7 separate regions of the Mus musculus genome follow, and all the other regions are linked to region 1. A link is a contact called in public ChIA-PET, Hi-C, HiCAR-type and promoter capture Hi-C data. All regions are on one chromosome and are shown on one strand. The core of a region is the stretch at or near the end of the contact, and the rest is flanking DNA. Distances in the headings are between cores, read along the strand shown.

Region 1 (2,800 bases), core at 146-2,645:
ACTTTCTCTCTGAATGCTTGCAGCCCCCAAAATCTATCATTCAACGGAATGGAAGACTCCCTGTTAAAGTTACAGGCACGTAGCTAACATTTTTCACAGGCACCGAGGGCTGCTTCCATCTTGTGCAGCTCTAAACCATCACGTATCCTCCCATCACCTCTGCTATCTCACCTGCAAAGTCAAGGGCCAGATGAGGCATCTTAGTATCTCCTCTACTTCTGTAAGCTGCTTTATTATTATTATTATTATTATTATTATTATTATTATTATTATTATTATTGAACTATTAAGTTCAAAGAAGAAACTTATTAAAAGTATTCTGCTTCTCTAAGAGACAGCCCTAAAAGCACTGTCAGAGAGAAGGAAAAACGGTAAAAGAATAAATGACCCCAGGGTCTCCAGTTCACCCCCATCCCCAGGCCCGCGACCATGAGAACAACTCGGCTGCAAAGGTAAGGCTCCCCGGGATAATCCCAAGCCCTTCACGAGATAAGAGATTCTAGTCAAAAGGAGGGTTACGGTATCCCCACCTTCATTAGGAGTCTGGTTCCTTCTGTGCCTCAGTTTCAGTGCCCAGATCAGACAACAGGGATGACTCTTAATAAAATGACCAGGGCTAAGAACTGAGGAGGGACATCATATAGGAATCAATGGGGGACTCGGTAGTAGGATCAACTTTTGAGGCCTCCCACAGGGATTTCTTCAGAGCCCTTAATGGAAGACTTTCCACGTCACCCGGAAGGCTCAGCACCCAGATGAGGCTCACCTGATGAAGGTGGTCTTGCCGGTAGAGTACTGGCCCACCAACAGGACCATGGGCTTGTTGTCGAAATCAGCATCTTCCAGGGCGGGCGAGTGGAACTCGTGGAAGCGGTAATACTCTTCCAGAGGCAGCAGCTTGGTCTTGTAGAGTTTTTTGAGTCCATCGCTCACCGTCTGGAAGACCTCAGGGTCCTTCTTGCGGCGATCATCGTTACCCAGCCAACTGAACATTGTGACAGCTGGGAGGAAGCTCCCGGGAGTGGCACCCGCCTAGCTCGAACAACGCCGCCACTACTGCCTTACCAGAGCTCGGGGCTCAGACGCACCATGGCCCGGGCTGCCCCAGCTGCTGGATTCAGTCCAGTCCCAGGTTCATCCACAGCCCGGTTGGAGAGAAGGATGCTGTGGATTGTGTCAAGAGAACTGCAACCTTGGAAATTAAAGACAAACCTGCCGGGAAGCCGAAGCCTGAGTTCCAGGTCTCCCCAGATAGATGACTAAAGGATGCTCGAGCTCCGCTACTGCGGAGCCCAGGCTGCGCCGGGTAGGCAGCGGCTCACACAGCTCCGCATCCGCAGCAGCATCCCGCCGCCCCCGGCGCGCGTTTAAATGCCAGACGTGCAGGAAGTCCCCGAGAACTGGCAAAACCCGGCCAGCTCCACGGTCAGGGCGACGCGAAGCCAAGGAGGGCGCCGCCATGTCTATGGGCAGGCGCTCTGCGGCCGCGCGGACTCTATCTGCAAAAAGCTGCTGCCAGAGTCCTGTGGGAAAGCGCAGGCATTTCTTTCCCAGCCCTGGGGATTTGACTTGGGAGCAGCGCCCTCTCAAGGACGGAGACTAAGACAGCCTTGACCTACTCTACCGTTTTGAGACTCAGTTCCTTTGGTTACTGAGGTCAGTTCCCTGGGGATACTAATATTGGGACCCATTTGGGGAAAATTCTACTGTATTTTCCTTGGGGCATGGAAAGAAGGTGCCCCTGACAAGTGACATAAAATAACCAAAAAATCAGTAACTTATCTTTTCACCAGGCCTGAGGTGAAGTGAAAAACAAACAACAAACAAAAACGGCTTTCCTCTTTCTCTCCTCCCCCTCTCTCCCACTCAATACGGTAGGTAAAACCAGCAAAACACACACAGGCAGGGAGTGCTAAGGGGCAGCGACCTAATTTGACACAACTACATACAAAGCTGAGTCTTTGAGGAGCCTTTTAGGAGATGTAGCAGGGTAGAATTACAACAGACACGAAAAGAGGCAGGCAAATTTCTGAGTTTGAGGCCAGCCTGGTCTACAAAGCGAGTTCCAGGATAGCCAGGGCTACACAGAGAAACCCTGTCTCAAAAAAAAAAAAAAATTAAATTAAATAAAAATAAGAATAAAAAAAAAAGCAAGCAAGCAAGCAGAACCATCTTTTGCTTTTTTCGTGGTCAATTTGAAGGCATTACAGGAAACATGGCTGTGAGATGTCTCTTCAAGGATGAGCTGAGAGAAGACTGGAAGGCATTTGAGGTCACATAAAAAGCCTTCTTAAAAACAATCCAGAGCAGTGTAAAGATTTTGGCAGAGCTACATCCAAAATGGTAGATCGTGAAATGTATGATGGGAACAGGCATGGAAGAATGTGCACACCAAGATAGGAGCCAAACAAGAAATGGGAAACCCATAAGAATATCATTACCAATAATTGCTATGTAACAAAATGCTCACCAAGCACAGGGGTTGCTGAGATCTCAGGAAGCAACATTGTAGCGCCCCTCTGAGGAAGATCGTGCCATTGCCAGCAATGCCAAGAACAGTGATGAGACATTGGCCAGATGTGGCAAAGGGTGGGGCAGCAACAAGGAACAAAGTCAATGACAGTTCTAGAAGGATTCTAACCAGTGAGGTGGCAAGCCTTTCCTCTCTCCTAAGGCAGAGGGCTCCCACTGCCCTCCCTTCCACCAACAAGATAAGGAGCTAATGGACTAGGTCGAGCTGGGGAGTCTGGGAGCATCGTCTGGAGGGGTGGAGGCTGGGAAACTGCAGAACATCAGGGAA
Region 2 (2,800 bases), core at 198-2,697, 990 kb after region 1:
TTCTTTCATATTAAGAAGATAGTGTGTGTGTGTCTGTGTTTACATTTGGATACCTGAATTATAAAGATGTGTGTGCACATGTGTAAGGCCGGAGAGCTTGATATTTTAGGCTAGTCTGGTTATTGTGTCCCAGGGATCCCCCTATCTCGACCTCCCCAGTGCTGGAATTGCATGTCTTACCATCCCCTGTTCTTTGACACGGTGGTAGGGATTTGAGCTCAGATCATCCAGCTTACATGGCAGAAACCGTGCGTGCATTCTGAGATCTCTCCCCAGCCCCATTTAGTTCTTTGACTCCAGCAGTGGTGAAAAGTCTGGGGCCATGGCTGGGAAGTAAAGGGAAGCCGGGAAGCCACAGCACTTTCCAGCCTCGCATGCATGCGTCAGGCCTGCTGGAGCAAGACCCTGCTCACGAAGCATCTCGTAACTCCTTCTAACTGTGCCCAGTCTCTCACTCTGTGCCCAGCCCACAGAGGTAAGGACCAGCGGCTACGGAGAGCAGCAGCAGGTGAAGCAGACAGTAGAAACCTGAAGTAGACAGAAGATGGAGTCTAGTCTGTGGCCAGTGGGAAGCAGCGAGAGCTGCCCCGAGGCTTGGTCGGCTGCTGGGATCTATCAGGTACTGGTCCAAGTCAGGGTCTTGCCTTGGGAGTTGGAAAAGACTTGTTAACGTCATCCTTCAGTCTGGAGGCTGTGGAGCAGCCCTTGGTCTCTTCCTCTGTTTACATTAGTGTGTGTGTGGTGGGCACACATGTGGAGGTCAGAGGATAACTCCCCTTCCACCACAGGGATGGAGCTCAGTTGTCAGGCAAGCATCTTTTCCTGCTGACCCATCTACAGTTACAGACAGTTGTGAGCCATGTGGGTATTGGAAATTGAATCCTGAACCTCTGATAGAACAGCCAGTGTTCTTAACCACTGAACCATCTCCAGCCCCTCATTCCAGTCTCTTGATCACGATATTATAGTTATTTACACCACAACCCCATAAAGTGTCTACTTCCTGGCTCACCATATTCCTACTGAATACCACAAAATGTAATCTTTTCCACAGGCCAACATTTTCCAGAAGTCTTCTGCCCATAGTTAGAAGTCTGACGTCTCTTGTTCCCCTGAGCTTCTGCTATGGAGCCATTTCATCTCTCCGGACGTGGTGGGAGACCAATTTGTTGCTGTTTTCCTGAGCTTTGGCAGATGTCAGTTCTGAAGTCTTCTATTCTTAGTACCCCGGGTCTGTGGTAGAGCAGGACAGCTCGTCATTCCGCACTAGGGAAGAATGCTCTAACCTGCCACTTTCTTAGCATCTTAATGTATGCATCCTGCCTGAGTGTGTGACAAGCTGTCACCAATCTTCCTGGAGGTTGGCAGGGAAAGGTTCAGTGTACTTGCTCAGACTTAACTCGGCACCCCTCGAGCACACACTTCCCCTGTCGGGCACTAGATGGCAGCCTTTCCCCCCCTGATGAAAGAAAGTGCACAGATCATTCAACTGGCATTTGGAAGCCCTAGCCATCCATCTAGGATGATCGGAGGGAAGCTAAATATGTGTTTATGCAGCAGATCTGAACGGTCAGGCCCGTGTGAAATGGGGAGTGGTAAAAAGGAAAAACATAAACCTAGCCTAAAAGCCTCTCAAGCATTTGCAATTTGATGTGGGAAGGTCCTGCTATTTCACCACAGGTGGTCTGCTTTCAGGATCGAATAGGAATACCTGGCCATGGATTCTATGTAGGGAAGGAGGAGAAAGCCTCCTGGAGTTAGACCAAGTGCAGTGTGAGTTAATTACAGCTTTGGATCCCTGCTGAGAGAACACCAATATTCTAGCTGACCTAGGGACTGAGGTTTGTCTGGCAAAGCATGCTGGGATGTCCCATTCCTCAGGCCAGTGATTCTTGTCACCTGCAGTGAGCACAGCCCAGAGCCCAGTAGCAGCTGCTAAATTGCTGTTCTGAGAGCACCCTGTGGGGCTGGAGCTGGCAAGGGGAGAGAGAGGATGGATGAGGAACCTAGCTGAGAGATTAGCAAGGACTCACCCTCTGCGCAGGTCCAGTGGGAGCCACAGGCTTTCCAGAAGAGCCATTATTTAAGAAACCCGTTTTAGCTGGGCATGGAGGTACATGCCTTTTAATCCCAGCAACTGGGGAGGCAGAGGCACTCAGATCTCTGTGAGTTCAAAGCCAGCCTGGTCTACAAAGTCAGGGCTGTTACACAGAGAAACAAAAACAACAATAACAAAAAGACACCAGTTTTTTCTTTAAGCATCTGTCCCACATATGTCCCTGTGACTACTAACATGGAAAGTTTGAGGCCCACAAGGCTTGTGTGACTGACCTAGTTTTAGTGAGGGATGAGCACATGGCCTGTCACCAGCCATACTAGTGAACATAAAGAACTGCAGTACTCAGGAGCCCTGGAGGTAAGGGGCTTTTTGAACTTGGGCAGTTCTAGCTGTCTGGAATCACTCCAGGACTTCTTCTAGCAAAGATGGGGTTTATTCTGCATATAACAGGCTGCTTTTATTTTGGAGACAGGGTCTTACCATGTAGTTCTGGCTGGCTGAGAACTCACTATGTAGACCAGACTGGCTTTGAACTCACAGATATCTACCCATCTCTGACTCTCAAATGCTCTACCACACCTAGACCCAGCTAACAGGGTTCTTTTTGATAGTATTTATTTTTAAGTGCTAGAGAGACAGAGAGAGAGAAAGAGAGAGAGAGAGACAGAGAGAGACAGCGAGAAAGACAGAGACACAAAGAGAGTTTGCAAGTGCCTGTAGAGACCACAGGTGTCAGATTCC
Region 3 (2,800 bases), core at 156-2,655, 970 kb after region 1:
AAAAAAAAAAAAAAAAAAAAAACCGATCTGATAAGGTCGGTTGACCTGAACCAGCCAAGTTCAGTTATTTTCCAAAAGCAAGGCAAGCCTGAAATTACTTTCAGATTTTCCATCTGTCAAAAGCCACCAGAAATAAAAATCCTCAAGATTTCCAAGAGGGCTCTGGAAACAGAAACAAAAAGTTTAAAAATAAAAAATAAATGAGTCGCACACCTTTCCTTCCTGTCACTCCAAAAGGAGATCAGTCTGGCGTCCGGATGAAACAGACCTGGGTACTACTGCGGCTTCCCACTCCCGCTGGCAACACTCAGGCTTCCTACCAACCTGCACAGCAGCGTGGAGTAACGGGGTGTGCAGGAGCGTGCCCACCGCAGCCAGCAGGAAAGAGCCTCCCGGTCCGCTCCCCGAGCAGCACCGGGGTCTGCGCCAAGCCGACCGCCCGCAGCCGGCCCAGCTGATCGCGCCCACGTGACTCCCTCCAGCCAATCGCCCGGCGCAAGGCGGAGCGCGCGGCGGCGGCGGCGGGGCCTCCTCGGCACAACAAACACAGGCGGAACAGCTGGGCAGGCGCGGGCGACCGGGCGCTCGGCACCCGCAGGCTACCGGGCAGTGTTCCCCACGCCCAGGGTCCAGAGGGCAGCGTGATAGGGGCTAGCACCGACGAGGCGGGCACGGCCCACAGCCCAGACACCCGAGCACGAGTCGAGCCTCCGGAGCGGCGGGGCGGGCGGGGTGCGAGCGCGGCCCTGGAGCGCGGGCCCGCGGGCCGGCCCCGAATCGGAGCCCGGGCGCGCCCCCGACGCTGCGGCGGGGACGGCGGCTGTGGGGGCGGGGCGGCCTAGGAAGTGGGGGTGTCACGGAGAGAGCTGTCTGCGGACCGGCGGCCCAGGCGACAGGCGCCGAGGGCGGCGGGCGGGCGGGGGCCGCGGGTCGCTAAGGGGGTCGCGGCTGTTGTGGGCTCGCGGAGCGCTCCGCTGCGCGGCGGGGGCGGGTCGGCGGCGGCCGCCGCGCCACAGCCTCACAAAGAAGGACCGCCCGGCCCGGCCCCGCGGCCCCACGGCCCCACAGTCCTGAGAATTGCCCTGGTGGCCCGGCCAGGACCCTGGACGAGTGGAGAAGGGGAAGAGGCACTTCCTGCCTGGGCCCCCGCCCCGGGCCGCTCCCCGAAGGCTTCGAAGCCGCCGGCCCAAGGGCTTCGAGCCCCAGCCGACTCCGATCCCGGCGCCCACCGCCGTACTCACCGGCGTGCTGGGAATCGGCGCTGCCAGCAGCTCTTCGCTCCTCAGCTGGGTCGAAGCCCACCTCGGCCTCCCAAGTCTTCAGGTTTAGTCAGGCCTTGGCCCCGCCTCTCCTCGGTCGGGCCTCGGCGTCAATCACCGGGCGTGGCCCCGCCCTCCCTTCAGGCGGCTCTCCCGGTTGGCCCGCAGCGCCCTTCATTTCTAGGCTCCGCCCCTCTCCCTGGCACTCTGCCCCTTCCGCCGGGCCCCGCCCCTTCTCGGGCTCGCCCTCCCCCCACCCTTGCCCGCTTACACTCCGCCGCCCACCCCACCCCGAAGCCGCAGCGGATGGGCGGACTCCTCGCCGCTCGCCCCGCCTCTAATTCGACACCTTGCATCCTTACGGCCAATCAAGGAGGCTAAGTCTGCCTCCTCGGCCGAGGCGGCCAATGTAGTGAGAGTGAGGACCCGCCCCCCACTCCCAGCTGAGCGCACACAACACAGCATCCACGTGAGTCAGCTTCTTAAAGGAGACGCCTCAGCCTTGGTAATTGCGGCAGCTGGGACTCATTGCCCGTCATCGGCGTCACCTGCTGGCGGCTGAGGCCATAGCTTCCTGATAGCCAAGGAAGCCTAGAAGAAGCGAAAACAAGAGGCTGTTTTCTAGTCAACGCTGGTATTGAGGTTAAAGGGCTACCTAGGTTGAAATGCCCGTTTTACCATCCCATCAGGCCACTTTCTCTTGGCTTACACGAATTGCCTTAAACAAATCCCGAACTCTTTGTGTCTCGGTATATAGGAATTCATTGTAAACAAGGTTTTTTTCAGCGTGCTTGGTTCTATTTACAAACTTTCCAAGTTTTCTCTTCTCTTCCCTCTCTCTGTTTCTGTCTCTATCTCTTTGTTTTTCGAAACAGGGTTTCTGGACAGCCTGGAACTCACTCTGTAGACCAGGCTGGCCTCGAACTCAGAAATTCGCCTGCCTCTGCCTCCCAAGTGCTGGGCTTAAAGGCGTGTGCCACCACGCCCGGCCCAAGTTTTCTCTTGACCGTTGAAGTAATTCTCAAAAACTTAAGTCTTTTATGTGGAGATCAACTGTCTTGTTGAAAAAGACAGCTGTCCCCTTAGCCCTCCCTCACCATGTTTAAGATAAGTTGGAAAATTTTTGCCATTCCGTTGGCTTTCCCAGGTAATTAAATCTCTGTTGGCTGTCCATAAAGATGACAGAAATACCTCAAAATATTTCATGTATTAAATAAACATAAAATATATAAATTATACACATATATATATACTAGCACTTGAAATTTGTAGCATAGAATATGTGTTCTGACAAAACCCTGATACTTAACCCTAAATCCTTCAGTACTTTTCATTCATTTATAAAATAAAGAGTTACTGTGGCCTGGTTTTGTAGAACATGCCTTTAGTCTAGAGTGAGTTTCAGGACAACCAAAGCTACATAGTGTCTCGAGAAAACAAAACAAAACAAAAAGCTACTCTGACCATCAAAGATAAAAGACTATGTTTAGATTAAAGAGAATTTTGCTGGAGGAAAAAAAGCATTTTGGGGTATATTGGGA
Region 4 (2,800 bases), core at 134-2,633, 890 kb after region 1:
CTTTAACAATTTCCTCCCTAGTCTGGAAAAGCTGCCTCCAATCCCTGAAAGAAGAGAGTCAATAGCATTACAGGGTTAAGACCAGGGTCGTCGTCTCCTGTAGCGGCGTCTGTTCCTTTTTGGAACTGTGGCGCGGGCCCAAAAAGTTAAACTGAGAAACACGAACTTTCAGAGTTCCTGGGCTAAGCAGAATAGCGCCGCTCTCCCCGGGTTCAGACCTTGCATTGGACCCGGGTCTGGCTCTCCAAGGCTGGCACCTGCGAGCGCGCTCCAGGACCACGGGTGCTCGCCTCCCTGTAGCGCCCCTCCTCTACACCACAGCAGGAAGGAAGAAGCAGCTGGCGCGCACGTCCCAGCAGCTAGGGGCCTGTCCCCCATCCTTCTCGGCTCTGATCCTCCACACCCGATCTTCCCCGGCTGCAGGCAAATCTCTGCAGCCCCCGACTCAGCAGTGGCCGGCTTCTTCCAATCTGGCACTGGGAGAGCTTGCTCCTTCCTAGCCCCGGCCCTCCACAAAGGCGCGTTGGATTTAAGGGACAACGGAGAGGGCAGGGGTTGTGAGGGTGTAGTTTGCACCCTGATGCTTGTGGCTTGTTTGTGCGGAGAGCGTCTCCCCAGCATCCTCCCTCCCCCAGAAGCTCTGCAAACCCAGCGGCTGCACCAGCTCGGCCCCTCTGCAGCCATCCTCGACGCCGAGACTTGCGTGCAAACAAAAAGGAGAAGGGGAGGGGCCCGGGAAACCGGAGCCCCCTGCACCAAGCAGGACTCATCTCCTGTGGCCCTCAGCGGACAGGGTTTCCTTAGGGGGCTTCAGGTGGGACCCCAGGTTCTCCCCACCCAACGCCACCATATCCACGCCCTCTGGCCGCCACTTAAGTGAAGGTTCCGAGTTCACTTCCTTTGTCTGGATGCTCTCAGCACCGCCTCCCCCAACCTCCAGCTTTGCAACCTTGACGTCGACTCCTGCAGGGGCTGAGGCTGGCGGGTTAACCCGCACTGGGTGTCCGTGCCACTCTCCGGCCTCGTACCCGGAGCCGGCACTAGGAGGCTGCCGGGCTGCGCAGCCACCCGGGTTAAACTGGCGGCCGCCAAAGGCGCAGGATACTCACCAGTGAATGGGGAAATATACAGACATGAAGTCCTAGGGGAGGCTGACCCACGCCCTTGTGATTAAGAAAAACAAAACAAAACAAAACAAACAAACAAACAAAAAAAAACCAGTCACTGAGTCCTGAATGAGATTGGCAGGGGCGCAGAGGAGAGCAGCGGGCAGCCGAGAGCGGGTACTGGGCTAGCGCCGGTCCGCCTTCCGGAGACAGCCTCGCTGCCAACGGCGTAGGCAGTGCAGACCAAGCTCTCCGCTCTCCACCGATCTCCGGGTCCCACAAAGAGCCCGGGAAGCAGCATTTATAAGGGAGGGGCGGGGCTTGTCGGCGAGCGGCCCCGCCTCTCCTCGCCCACTCTTAGAATAACGTCACCAAAATCATGAATGGCTTCAGCGCTCATAGCTCCCGCGGGCGGCGGCGGGGACCAGCCGGGCTCTGCACCCTGCCTGAGCTGGCTCCCAGCAGCTACGAGCCCGCCCCCCTCCCCACCGTTGACACACACGCGTGTTCCCGAGCTGGAGTTCAATGTCAACGCAGCTTCCTGACCATAAATCCGCAGCGTCCGCAGCCCCCTCTCTGAACACAGGGACTCTAAGGGCTACGGGGATGGGTGGGCGTGAGGAAGGAATGGGGGCCCACGCGGGAAGAGACAGATCGCCGGGGGAGGGCGCCATTCTTCCATCCGAGCGCCCGCTGTCGGGTTCTCTGTGACTTCCACATCTCAGGACCCTTCACTGGTCATCCATGCAAAGTAGGCCTCTCTTGGACATTATCGCCTGTGGCATCCCGATCGTGGCGGGGCCGGGGGAAAAAGGAAAAGATGGGAAAGAAGGCTGCACAGCTGCGGGGCTGGAGGCACCCATGCCGGAGGGGGCATTGTTGGCTTTCTAAAAGTCTGCGGTCCTGGAGTCCATGGAGGGTTCTGTTTGTGGGAGAAAGGATGTGGTGTCTTACTAGGGTTTTTCCGTTGCGCGAGCGCGCTTGCGTGTGCACACACACACACACACACACACACACAGAGTAGCATATACGGTTTGCATTGGGAGTAGAGGGTGAGGAGAACGAGCGGAATACAAGTACACCCGGCTAGCCTTAGCTCCCAGAGCCCATCTGATAGAAAACACAGAGTTGAGAGACTGACTCCTTCATAGCCCAGGAATTGCAGTTCCGGTGTCTATCTTGGAGACTAAACTGCTGTGCAGCCCCTACAGCCAGGAAGAACGGAGTCTGACTCAGTACCCAGCGCTGCCCCGCTGTGGCCTCTGTTTCAATTACTCTTGTAAAACAGCTTCCTAACCTTGACCTATGTGCATAAAGGGACTGGGGAAAGGGAGAGCCGTGGTCGAAAACTAAACACAATTAAATGTGATTTAAAATAAGTCTGCACCCTGAAAGAAAAGCGTACTGGTTATATCCAGCAAAAAGCTGCTGGCATCAAGAGACGAGTTTTCAGTAGCAGGGGCCACGCGGATGTTGAGAAAGAGGACCTCATAATTTTCAGCATCTACTCTTTCTAAGAGCAACTTTGCAATAACTGCTTTCCCAACTATGCGTACCTATATACATCCTGAGTAAAAACTGGAGCGTCCTAAAAGAGCCGTATTTCATAAGCCCTGTAATCAGAAAAACGCAGGAGGCTGTCCTTACCCCCTTGAGACAAATGAAGCGCTGTTTGTGCTCTTCAGGACTATTCG
Region 5 (2,800 bases), core at 130-2,629, 850 kb after region 1:
TGTTGTTCCTTGCTCTCTGAAAGGATTCCCTTTGGGGACCAGGGATTATGGTCTTGGCTGAGAGATCTAAGATAGTTAGTTGTGCTGTTGATAGAAAAGATAGACTCACAAGAGGCCAAGTTCCCGCCAAGCCCCAATCATAGGCACTTGTTCTGAGCTTAGCCTGGTCCAGTTTTCTGGACTGGGAAAGAGAAGCTCTGGGGAAGGAATGTGGTACCTCTGACCTGGGACAAGAACCCACTGGCCTGAGTATGTGAACTGCTTCTTATTTTTCCAAGCACCCACCAGTTTTCAAAGATCAAATTTTAGAGACTCACAGAAAGTGTAAGGTGTGACAAAAGTGTCCAGGAACCAAAGGTCTTCTCAGACAGCAAGTGTGTCTAGTGTAATGTTCCAATTTCCCATCCCATGACCGAAATCTGTAATCAACCTGTTGGCATCCGTGGAGAAGATGTCTATAGGTTCCATTGGGTTCTCAAGTGGCTTCAAGTCCAAGCCCCAAATGCTTTAAAATTCCTTGTGCATTTACAATGTGACCTTAGCGATCAGCTTTTTAATATCTGCCCAGTGTTCAGGTGCCTGGGGCCTTGTGGATTGCCTCAGATGATATAGTAGAATGCATAAATCTGGTGGCTTAACAGGTACATCGCTACCCTGGGAGGGAGGGTACCCTGTATTGTCAGCATCTTCCCATATTATTCTTAGTGAAACAGAGAGAGAGAGAGAGTGTGTGTGTGTGTGTGTGTGTGTGTGTGTGTGTGTGCGTGCGTGTGCGCGCGCGCGGGCGCGCGTGTAATATGCATGTGGAGGCTGGAGATAAATATCTGGTACTTTTATTTGTTTTGAGTCAGAGTCTCTCACTGAACCTGGAGCTCACTAGTGTGGCAAGGAAAGCCAGCCAGCAAACTCCAGGGATCCTCCTGGTTCAACCTTCTCAGACCTGGGTACTCAGCCTTTTGTGTATGGGCTCTGCAGCTATGGGATAAAAGTCTTCATGTTTATGTAACAAGGACTCTATCACCCAAGCCATCTCCCTAGCCCAATCGACTCTTTTTCCAACAGGCATACAACAGTGATGGTGCCATTTCATGTGACAGCAGTGTCTCCTTGTTGACTTCTATGTCCTCTCATTGTGCAGGGCTTTCATGTATGTGTGAATGACATGCCCACGTCTCCAGTTTATCTCTGAATATAATGTCACTGGCTATCAAAGGATGGTTCTCCAGTCCCCTCAGGTCCCTCTGATAGTTCTGCATGGGTCGTTTTAAGATGCAAAGTGAGTCTTGTGTGGTCTGCATGGGGTGGCCTGCCAGGCTGGCCAGGCTGGCCAGGCTGGCCAAGCTGGCAAGCAGCAGACACTCAGCCCTGCCCTTCCCCCTGCAGGGCAAGGATACAGGAAGGAGAGGGCCACAGTGAATGTAATTTAAAGACTCCACAGGGTGACTCAGACATTCCACCAGCACTTTTCTTTTCCCTTTGTGTTGATGTGTGCAATGTAATTGTAGTCATTTTTTCCAGCATTGATAAACAATGATTATCCATGGCAGATTATGAACTGGGGCCGGCAAGAGCAGTGCATGTGCCAGAAATTCTCTCTCCCACCAGCAACACCTAAGACAACTGCCCAAGCCTGGGGGTTTCTGGTTTCTTGATCCTAGGGGTTTCAGCAAGGGTTTAGAGTGTGGGTGTTGAGAGGGCTCTGTTGAAAAGAGTGGGAAAGAAGGCAGTTGAGGGTTGAGAATTCTGGCCTGACCCTGGCCCTATCCCACACTCCTTTGTGCCTGAGTTGAAGGATAAATACAGAGATGGTGGGGTTGGCAGAGAAAGGCAGCTATCGGGAAAGAGACAGAATGCAATACTTGGCGAGTACCTTGTACAGGCCAGCAGCTCTGCTAACCAATTCTTCCAGCAGGCTCTATTTCCTATCATCTCCACAACAACAGAGAAGTGCCCAATGCCGTCTGCATATTCATGCCCGATGTGATCTAACAACAAATAGTTCACAGACCCCTCTCAACACCCTCAGCCTGGATTGAAACTGCTTTTTAAAATTATTTCTGTACTAAACCTATACACATGGTTGTTCCTGTCGTTATTCAGCAAATAATATAGTATAACAATTATTTACATAGCATGCACATCGTGTGAAGTGTTGTAAGTAGTCTGGAGTTGACTCAACGAGTACAGAAGGACTTGTGTAGCTTCTATGCAAATACTTCACCACTGTATGTATGAGAGTAGAACATCTTTGGATGTTGGTATGTGGCCGAAGAGGGTACTAGAAACAGATTCACGGCCTTCTTCCAATTAAGAGCTGAGGAGTCTGAAGCAGAAAGAGCTATGTCACATGGCTGCTCAGTGAGCAGGGAGGGAATCAGGTTTGGAACGAAGATCCTAGAATTCCAAAATCTGTTTTCTCATCCCAGCAAAGACTGCTTTCCATCAGCGTCTGGCCTTGCTGTATCCCTGTAAGGAAGACAATCGTATATCTGAAGCTATGGCAATGTGGGAGAGCCCTGGATAGTAACTCTACCAGCTACTAAGATGCTGGCTGCTAACAAAAAGCTGCTCTACCCATGAACTGGTCACTGGGAAACAGATGTTCTAGGGAGTGACCAGAGGCAAAATTGGCTGGAACGTCACCAATATCTGTTTTCTCTGTTGTCCCAGAGGCAATGGGACACAGGGCTCCTTAGAGTATCAACACAATTGCTTTACTTGTCATTCTCCAGAGAAACAGAACACACACACACACACACACACACACACACACACACACACACACACATATATGAATTCT
Region 6 (2,800 bases), core at 80-2,579, 700 kb after region 1:
TCTTTCATCAAAATAGTATTTTAAAAAGTAGCCCATCCAACTCTTTAAACTTTTTGTGACAGGGGGTTTCTTTCCCGAAACACGTGATGGGTATGAATGGGAAGCATTTTATCTTGGTAAGGCCTTCACCAATTTCTTTTTCAATACTTTCCTTGGACTTAACTGAATGTAAAACTCAGCTCTGTCTACATCCAATCAGAGGCGACTAAGCCTTCAGGCAAGAACCAGGAAACAAAACAGCTCCACAACCACAAAGAAACACCTTATGCCTTGTCTTTATTGCTTCTGGTCAAACATAATCTTAGATGTTAAGATACAACTTGAGAAGCCGGGCGTGGTGGAGCACGCCTTTAATCACAGCATTTCGGAGGCAGAGGCAGATTTCTGAGTTTGAGGCCAGCCTGGTCTACATAGTGATACAAAGTGACAGCCAGGACTATACAGAGAAACACTGTCTCGAAAAAAAAAACAAAAACAAAAACAAACAAAAAAAGAACAACAAAAAAGATACAACCTGAGAGACCAAACCTGCCAGGTGGGCGTGGTGAAGCACGCCTGTTATCGCACCAATACAAGGGCAGAGGCAAGGACCATGAGAGGCCAGCCCTTAGCTAGAGCGAATGCCAATAAAAAGGAAAATTGGACTCGAAGTCAGCCTTCAATGTGGCCTATCGTTCTTTCTGTGGCACTGCCACCTAGACCTAGGGCACACCTCTGTCACCTGCAAGAAACAAACTGCTTGAACCCTGAAAAACTCTCTTGTGGGCCGTTCACGTGGCGACCCCTGGAAAGCCTTGTGCTCCTGGAATCTGGACCCTGACACACCGTAGGCGGTGTAGGGGGACCCGGCAGCTCCCGGGTTTCACCGAGGTGTGGTGTGGACAGGAAGGTGAGCACAGAAGGGGCACCCGACGCTCCTCGCCCCCGCATCCTGATCAGCTCTGGAGGCTTCGGCCTCCCTCCCAAGAGCCGATCGCCCTAAGCCCTCCACCCAATTCCCGCCAGTGTCCGTCCCCCAGGGCCCACCCGAGGAGGCCTGCTCCGGGGAAAAGCCGCCGAGCCGCAGCTCTCCATCCGCCCACTCGGGAAAAAAAAATCCCTTGGCTGCCGCCATGTTCCCGCGCCGAAGCCCACACCTGACACCGCGGGCCGCGCACCTGGGACACACCGGGGGAAACGCGCGACGTCGCGGGGACACTGGGGCGAGACAGCGACTCCACGGGGGTCACAACCTGGGAGAAGAACCCGCCGCTAATTCATCCCGAAGCGGGGAGGCGTCGAGCCCCGTCGCCTTAGTAATGCGTCCCTCCGGGCTCCACCCTGATTGGCTCCTGGCGCAGTGACGCAAGGCGTCTCCGGCTGCGTGGGAAGCCCTTGAACCGGGCGCTCCGCCCCTGCTCCGCAGTGGGGAGAGACCCCGGGCGTCGTCTAAGCTCCTTTAAAGGAACCGCGCCCCAGATCAGTGTGGCCAGGCGCAGATGCCTGCCAAAGCTGGTAGGGGTAGAGGAGCAAGAAACCAAAAATGAGAACTCAAGCGGTGGTCTCCGGGGAATCTAGTGGTTGCGTAGGGGGATGGCAAAGCTAGAGCACTCATTTGCAAGCCTAACGTTTACGTCAGGAATCAAAGGGCAATTTAGTATCCAGCCAATTCTAGAGCCTGAGTTTCTGCTGGCACAAAACTCAAGACACCTTCAACGCCTGAGGTTACCTCATGGAAAATAAATCGGAGGCAATCATTTACAACTCTTACTTTCTTGCCTCATGTAAAGAGCAAATGATCACGCAGTCAGTTCTAGAGCCAGGTTCCTGATGGTGTAAAACTAAACGCACCTTCATTCAACCCCTAAAGTTGCAGGATGGAAAACGCAGAGACACTAAATGACAAGCGTTATTTTCTTGCCCCAAGTCAAAAAGCAACTCCAGGTTCTGTGGTGCGCAACTGTTGCTAATTCGCAGTGTTTGCTCAAGTCTCAACGTTTCCTCTTCTGGATGGCCCAATCAGTTTTTATGTTGCTGTCGGGTTTTTGTCGTTGTTGTTGTTGTTGTTTGGTTTTTTGGGTTTTTTTTTTTTTTCTGTTTGTTGGTTTTTTTGGTTTTTTTTTTTTTTTCTGTTTGTTGGTTTTTTGGGTTTTTTTTTTTTTTTTTAAGTTTGGTTTGGTTTGGTTTGGTTTTGTAGGACACTCTTTTGGAAAGGTCTTTGTGCCTTTCTACAGTGTTGGATCTGGCTCCAAACCTACCAGACTAAGCACCTGGATGCTAGAGACTGGTTAATTTAACCTCTTTGCGTTTCCCCTGCACAATACCTTCTTGCTGACTTTTAACAGATAATAGACATCTTTAAAAATATGAAATGTCCACACATAGCCGACAGAGCCTTTCAACAGCTTTTCATTTATGTTTATTCATTTAATCTGTTTATTTAACATGAAACAGAGAGAAATGAATTTTTAAGTTCAGGGTAGCCTTGTGTGGTAGTACATGCCTGTAGTCCCAGCAGTCCCCATAACAGAGCCAGGAGACTGCCTCTGCAAGACTCTAAATTTTAAAAAACAAATGCAAGGTGCCTTCGCGCTCAGAGCCAGCGTTACCTCTCCTTTACCTTTATTCAATACTTAAGTGTTTGAGATGTGCCACAATTGTATTAGAAAACAGAAAATACAACGAAGGAAAAAAAGCAGCACAAAAATGCAGTTATCCCTCAGAGGTTGAACGGACCTCACTTTTGTCTCTAAACTCAAGAGTTCTGGGAAAATCTTAGGAATTTTAAGGCTTGTCATTGTTTTGAACTTAACATGGGGAT
Region 7 (2,800 bases), core at 126-2,625, 680 kb before region 1:
TCGGGAGGCAGAGGCAGGTGGATCTCTGAGTTCGAGGCCAGCCTGGTCTACAAAGTGAGTTCCAGGACAGCCAGGGCTACACAGAGAAACCCTGTCTCGAAAAGACAAAAAAAAAAAAAAAGAAAGAAAGAAATCAGATTTCTGAGAAAACTCACGTTCATCTTTAAACTGAAATTTCTTTTCTACTTTGTTGAGACAGGGTTTCAGTATGTAACCCCGGCAGGCAGAGAACTTGATAACTGTGTAGTCTAAGCTGGCCTTTAATTCAGGTATCTCTCTGCCTCTGCTTTTCAAGTGCTGGGGTCGAAGGGGTTCATCACCAGGTATTTCCATGTCTATATCGAAATCAACTTGTTTTTTCATATTGGGCAGTCAAAAATCTGGTCCCTGGTAAGTAAATAAGATTAAATAAAAGCAAAATCCAAAACCAGGTTACAAGGAGTTGAACTAATGAGGGGTGGGGGAAATTTCCCACAGTAGAAACGTTTTTTGTTTTTTTTTTTTCTCCCTGTTTTTGTTGTTGTTTGTTTTGTTTTAAGCAAGCACAGTCGCTTGCTCCAAACAGTACAAGCCAAGTCTATAGACACTGTTGGGAACACTAAGTTGAATTCCTCAAGTTTCAAATGCTCCTGAATACAGTTTTTTGAACACTGGGACCAAACACTACAAACTGTGTGGACCCAGGGATCTGGGCAAGAAATCAAGTTCAATTAAAAATAAATAAATAAAAGCACGTCTCCTTTCAAGTAAGTTTTCCATAACCTGCCAAAAGTCACCTCAGTCGGGAAGGTTTTCCTATTAATAGCAGAGCCACACAGCCCCACTTTGTTCTCCCTTAGATCCCTCACTCTTTTGAGTAACTGCGGAGCGGAGTTCAGAAAGAACTCCTTCCACCAGATCGGCGGGTTCCCTGGTGAACCAGGACACCCGGGGACCCCAGCCCGCAGCGCCGGCGCCCCGCACCCTGCCTCGTCCCCAGAGGCCTCCGGGAAGGCCCAGGGAGCACAGGGGCGGAGTCCCCCAGCTCTGCCAACCCCCCGCCCCGGAGCCCCGGAGGTCAGCCTCGGCCTCACCTTCCGCGTCCGCCGAAGACACAAAGGTGAAGTCCCCGTTGGCAGGCGCATAGGCCGGGGGCGGGCCCGGAGGCTGCATCCCGCCGGCCTCGGTGCTGACGAGCGGCTGGGCCCGGGGCTCCGGGACGACCTGCTAAGGGGCGGCCTGCGAGCCAGGAGGCGCGGGCTCGGCCGAGGGAGGGGACGCGCGAGCTAAGCGCAGCCTCTGGCTGCCGACCAGGTCGCACCCGAGGCCAGCCGGTGGCGAGCACCCAAGCACCACGACGCCGGGGCCCTGACAGGACCATAACAGTGACAGCGCCGCCGGGATTGGCTGTTTGTAATCTGCTCGACTATTGGCTCCCGCGAGAAGATTCTGATTGGCTGTTTCTGTGTTGATTCCGGAAACCACTCCAACACCGGAAGTGGCCTCTGAAATCTCTGTTCCGCCCTCATCAGCTGTTTACTTAAATAATTCTGTCTACCTTTTTCCCTGTTTGAGTTTTTATAAACATATCTTCTTCGTTGTTGTTTAACACAATTTGAGAGCTTAGTCGTTTGATGGCTCACGCTTGTAATTCCCGGAACTCCTAGAGAGGCCGAGGCAGCATTGGCAAAAAAGTGAGGCCCTTTTTTTTTCAAAGGAAAAAAAAAAAAACAACACACACACACACACACAACACACACACAAACTACTTAAGTTTTAGGACTTCAACCCCTCATTTCCGACCACAAGATTCTGCCACAATAATTCTATATATTAATTATATAGGATGTTTACGAAATTATGTGTCGTGACAAAGCTTAGTCTCCTTATCAACAAAATTAAGAGGCCGGAGAATGGTCATTGTAAAGCTGTAAATTTCCACCTACGGTTTAAGTACTCTGGCCAAATTAATTTATGAAGAAGGCAGCAGTCCAGAAAGGATAAATTAGGGCAAAGAAGCCCTTGCTTTTTGCCTGCTGCTGATTTCATCTGTTCCCTAATAAACTACCCAAAGTTTGCAAATTCACCTACGTTTTTATTATTTCTTTAAGATTAATTTATTTATTTTATACAAGAGTACACCACCATTGCTCTCTTCAGACACACAGGAAGAGGGCATTGGATCCCGTGACAGATGGTTGTGAGCCACCATGTGATTGCTGGGAATTGAACTCAGGACCTCTGAAAGAGTATTCGGTGCTCTTAACCACTGAGCCATCTCTCCAGCCCGGTTTTTATTTTTAAAGGCTATGCGTGTGTGCTTGAGGGTATGTGTGTGTGCAGATGCCTGCAGAAGGCACAAGAGGGCTTCAGATCCTTCAGAACTGCGGTTCCTGCAGACACCCAATGCGGGTTCTGGGAACCCAAACTCAAGTCTCTACAAGAGAGCAAGAGCTCTTAACCTCTAAACCAACTTCCTAGTTACTCGTCTATGTTTATAATCTTAAATTTTGCTTTTCATTTTTCTAAACTTCTGTATATGTGTGTATGTTGGTAAACCGAGTGCCACCCACATTCCTTAGCCTGGTACTCCCCTAGCCCAGCTTTGTTAACAGCGACAGCAGCCATGTCATCACCAGCGGCCAAATTCAATTTATTTCCACTGTTACCACAGGTGGAGTAGTCTTCCTGTGTACATGTGCCATACCATTTATATAGGCCAAGCCTTCACAGCTTGCCACTGTGCATCAGAGGCAGCCTTTTGTATAACTACCCTCCAATACATCTCTCCAGTGAGGGGTTTTTTTTTTTTTTTTTTTTT

Evidence for each region. Promoter capture Hi-C pulls out the DNA fragments that hold promoters and counts their contacts. Hi-C and Micro-C count contacts between places; a contact is called where the count stands out from the background. ChIA-PET counts read pairs in DNA pulled down with a chosen protein or histone mark. HiCAR-type assays count read pairs that join an accessible place to other places. Capture Hi-C pulls out chosen DNA fragments and counts their contacts.
Region 2: a contact with region 1 is called in a promoter capture Hi-C map of hippocampal neurons, with 6 times the contacts expected there. The contact joins the enhancer-like site here to the promoter of Ehd3 in region 1. A contact is called at or near these places in 6 of 39 promoter capture datasets (embryonic stem cells, hippocampal neurons, liver and 1 more), 1 of 15 datasets of contacts at CTCF or cohesin (the NIH/3T3 cell line) and 1 of 115 datasets of contacts at active chromatin or transcription factors (astrocytes).
Region 3: a contact with region 1 is called in a Hi-C map of uterus, with 4 times the contacts expected there. The contact joins the promoter of Ypel5 here to the promoter of Ehd3 in region 1. A contact is called at or near these places in 11 of 39 promoter capture datasets (the C10 cell line, HPC-7-derived erythroid cells, cranial neural crest and 8 more), 6 of 484 Hi-C or Micro-C datasets (CD4 T cells, CD8 T cells, cerebral cortex and 3 more), 13 of 115 datasets of contacts at active chromatin or transcription factors (the NIH/3T3 cell line, SST interneurons, bone marrow-derived macrophages and 10 more) and 3 of 9 other capture datasets (adipose tissue, embryonic stem cells and liver).
Region 4: an RNA polymerase II ChIA-PET map of memory CD8 T cells shows a contact between it and region 1, with 205 read pairs. The contact joins the promoter of Lbh here to the promoter of Ehd3 in region 1. A contact is called at or near these places in 11 of 39 promoter capture datasets (the 3T3-L1 cell line, the C10 cell line, cranial neural crest and 7 more), 4 of 484 Hi-C or Micro-C datasets (CD4 T cells and CD8 T cells), 10 of 115 datasets of contacts at active chromatin or transcription factors (astrocytes, double positive thymocytes, memory CD8 T cells and 7 more) and 1 of 9 other capture datasets (adipose tissue).
Region 5: a HiCAR-type map of astrocytes shows a contact between it and region 1, with 4 times the contacts expected there. The contact joins the enhancer-like site here to the promoter of Ehd3 in region 1. A contact is called at or near these places in 3 of 39 promoter capture datasets (the C10 cell line, hippocampal neurons and stem cell-derived epiblast-like cells), 2 of 115 datasets of contacts at active chromatin or transcription factors (astrocytes and pancreatic cancer cells) and 1 of 9 other capture datasets (adipose tissue).
Region 6: a HiCAR-type map of astrocytes shows a contact between it and region 1, with 3 times the contacts expected there. The contact joins the promoter of Lclat1 here to the promoter of Ehd3 in region 1. A contact is called at or near these places in 5 of 39 promoter capture datasets (the 3T3-L1 cell line, embryonic stem cells, hippocampal neurons and 2 more), 3 of 484 Hi-C or Micro-C datasets (CD4 T cells, memory CD8 T cells and muscle stem cells) and 3 of 115 datasets of contacts at active chromatin or transcription factors (astrocytes, memory CD8 T cells and pancreatic cancer cells).
Region 7: a promoter capture Hi-C map of pancreatic islet shows a contact between it and region 1. The contact joins the promoter of Yipf4 here to the promoter of Ehd3 in region 1. A contact is called at or near these places in 1 of 39 promoter capture datasets (cranial neural crest), 2 of 115 datasets of contacts at active chromatin or transcription factors (astrocytes and memory CD8 T cells) and 1 of 9 other capture datasets (pancreatic islet).

The regions. Positions count from the first base shown.
Region 1 is chr17:73,803,436-73,806,235 of GRCm38.p6, reverse strand. It overlaps Ehd3 (EH-domain containing 3), which reads right to left and starts at 1,395. Exons shown (of 6, transcript NM_020578.3): 1 at 767-1,395. The coding sequence starts at 993.
Region 2 is chr17:72,812,733-72,815,532 of GRCm38.p6, reverse strand. No RefSeq gene overlaps it. Among named protein-coding and RNA genes, the nearest start is that of Ypel5, 22 kb to the left of the region's middle. Within about 2 kb of position 1,447, at least 15 of the 459 cell types and tissues checked have an H3K27ac peak or open chromatin away from gene starts, as enhancers often do. A contact at or near this core is called in hippocampal neurons, where this site is marked.
Region 3 is chr17:72,835,233-72,838,032 of GRCm38.p6, reverse strand. Ypel5 (yippee like 5) reads right to left here and starts at 1,405. Exons shown (of 3, transcript NM_027166.6): 1 at 1,242-1,405.
Region 4 is chr17:72,916,888-72,919,687 of GRCm38.p6, reverse strand. Lbh (limb-bud and heart) reads right to left here and starts at 1,383. Exons shown (of 3, transcript NM_029999.4): 1 at 1,110-1,383. The coding sequence starts at 1,135. Gm30375 (predicted gene, 30375) reads left to right here and starts at 1,533. Exons shown (of 2, transcript NR_168598.1): 1 at 1,533-2,800.
Region 5 is chr17:72,954,325-72,957,124 of GRCm38.p6, reverse strand. No RefSeq gene overlaps it. Among named protein-coding and RNA genes, the nearest start is that of Gm23649, 32 kb to the left of the region's middle. Within about 2 kb of position 1,379, at least 55 of the 459 cell types and tissues checked have an H3K27ac peak or open chromatin away from gene starts, as enhancers often do. A contact at or near this core is called in astrocytes and pancreatic cancer cells, where this site is marked.
Region 6 is chr17:73,106,514-73,109,313 of GRCm38.p6, reverse strand. It overlaps Lclat1 (lysocardiolipin acyltransferase 1), which reads right to left and starts at 1,329. Exons shown (of 6, transcript NM_001177967.1): 1 at 1,158-1,329.
Region 7 is chr17:74,488,068-74,490,867 of GRCm38.p6, reverse strand. It overlaps Yipf4 (Yip1 domain family, member 4), which reads right to left and starts at 1,375. Exons shown (of 6, transcript NM_026417.4): 1 at 1,074-1,375. The coding sequence starts at 1,152.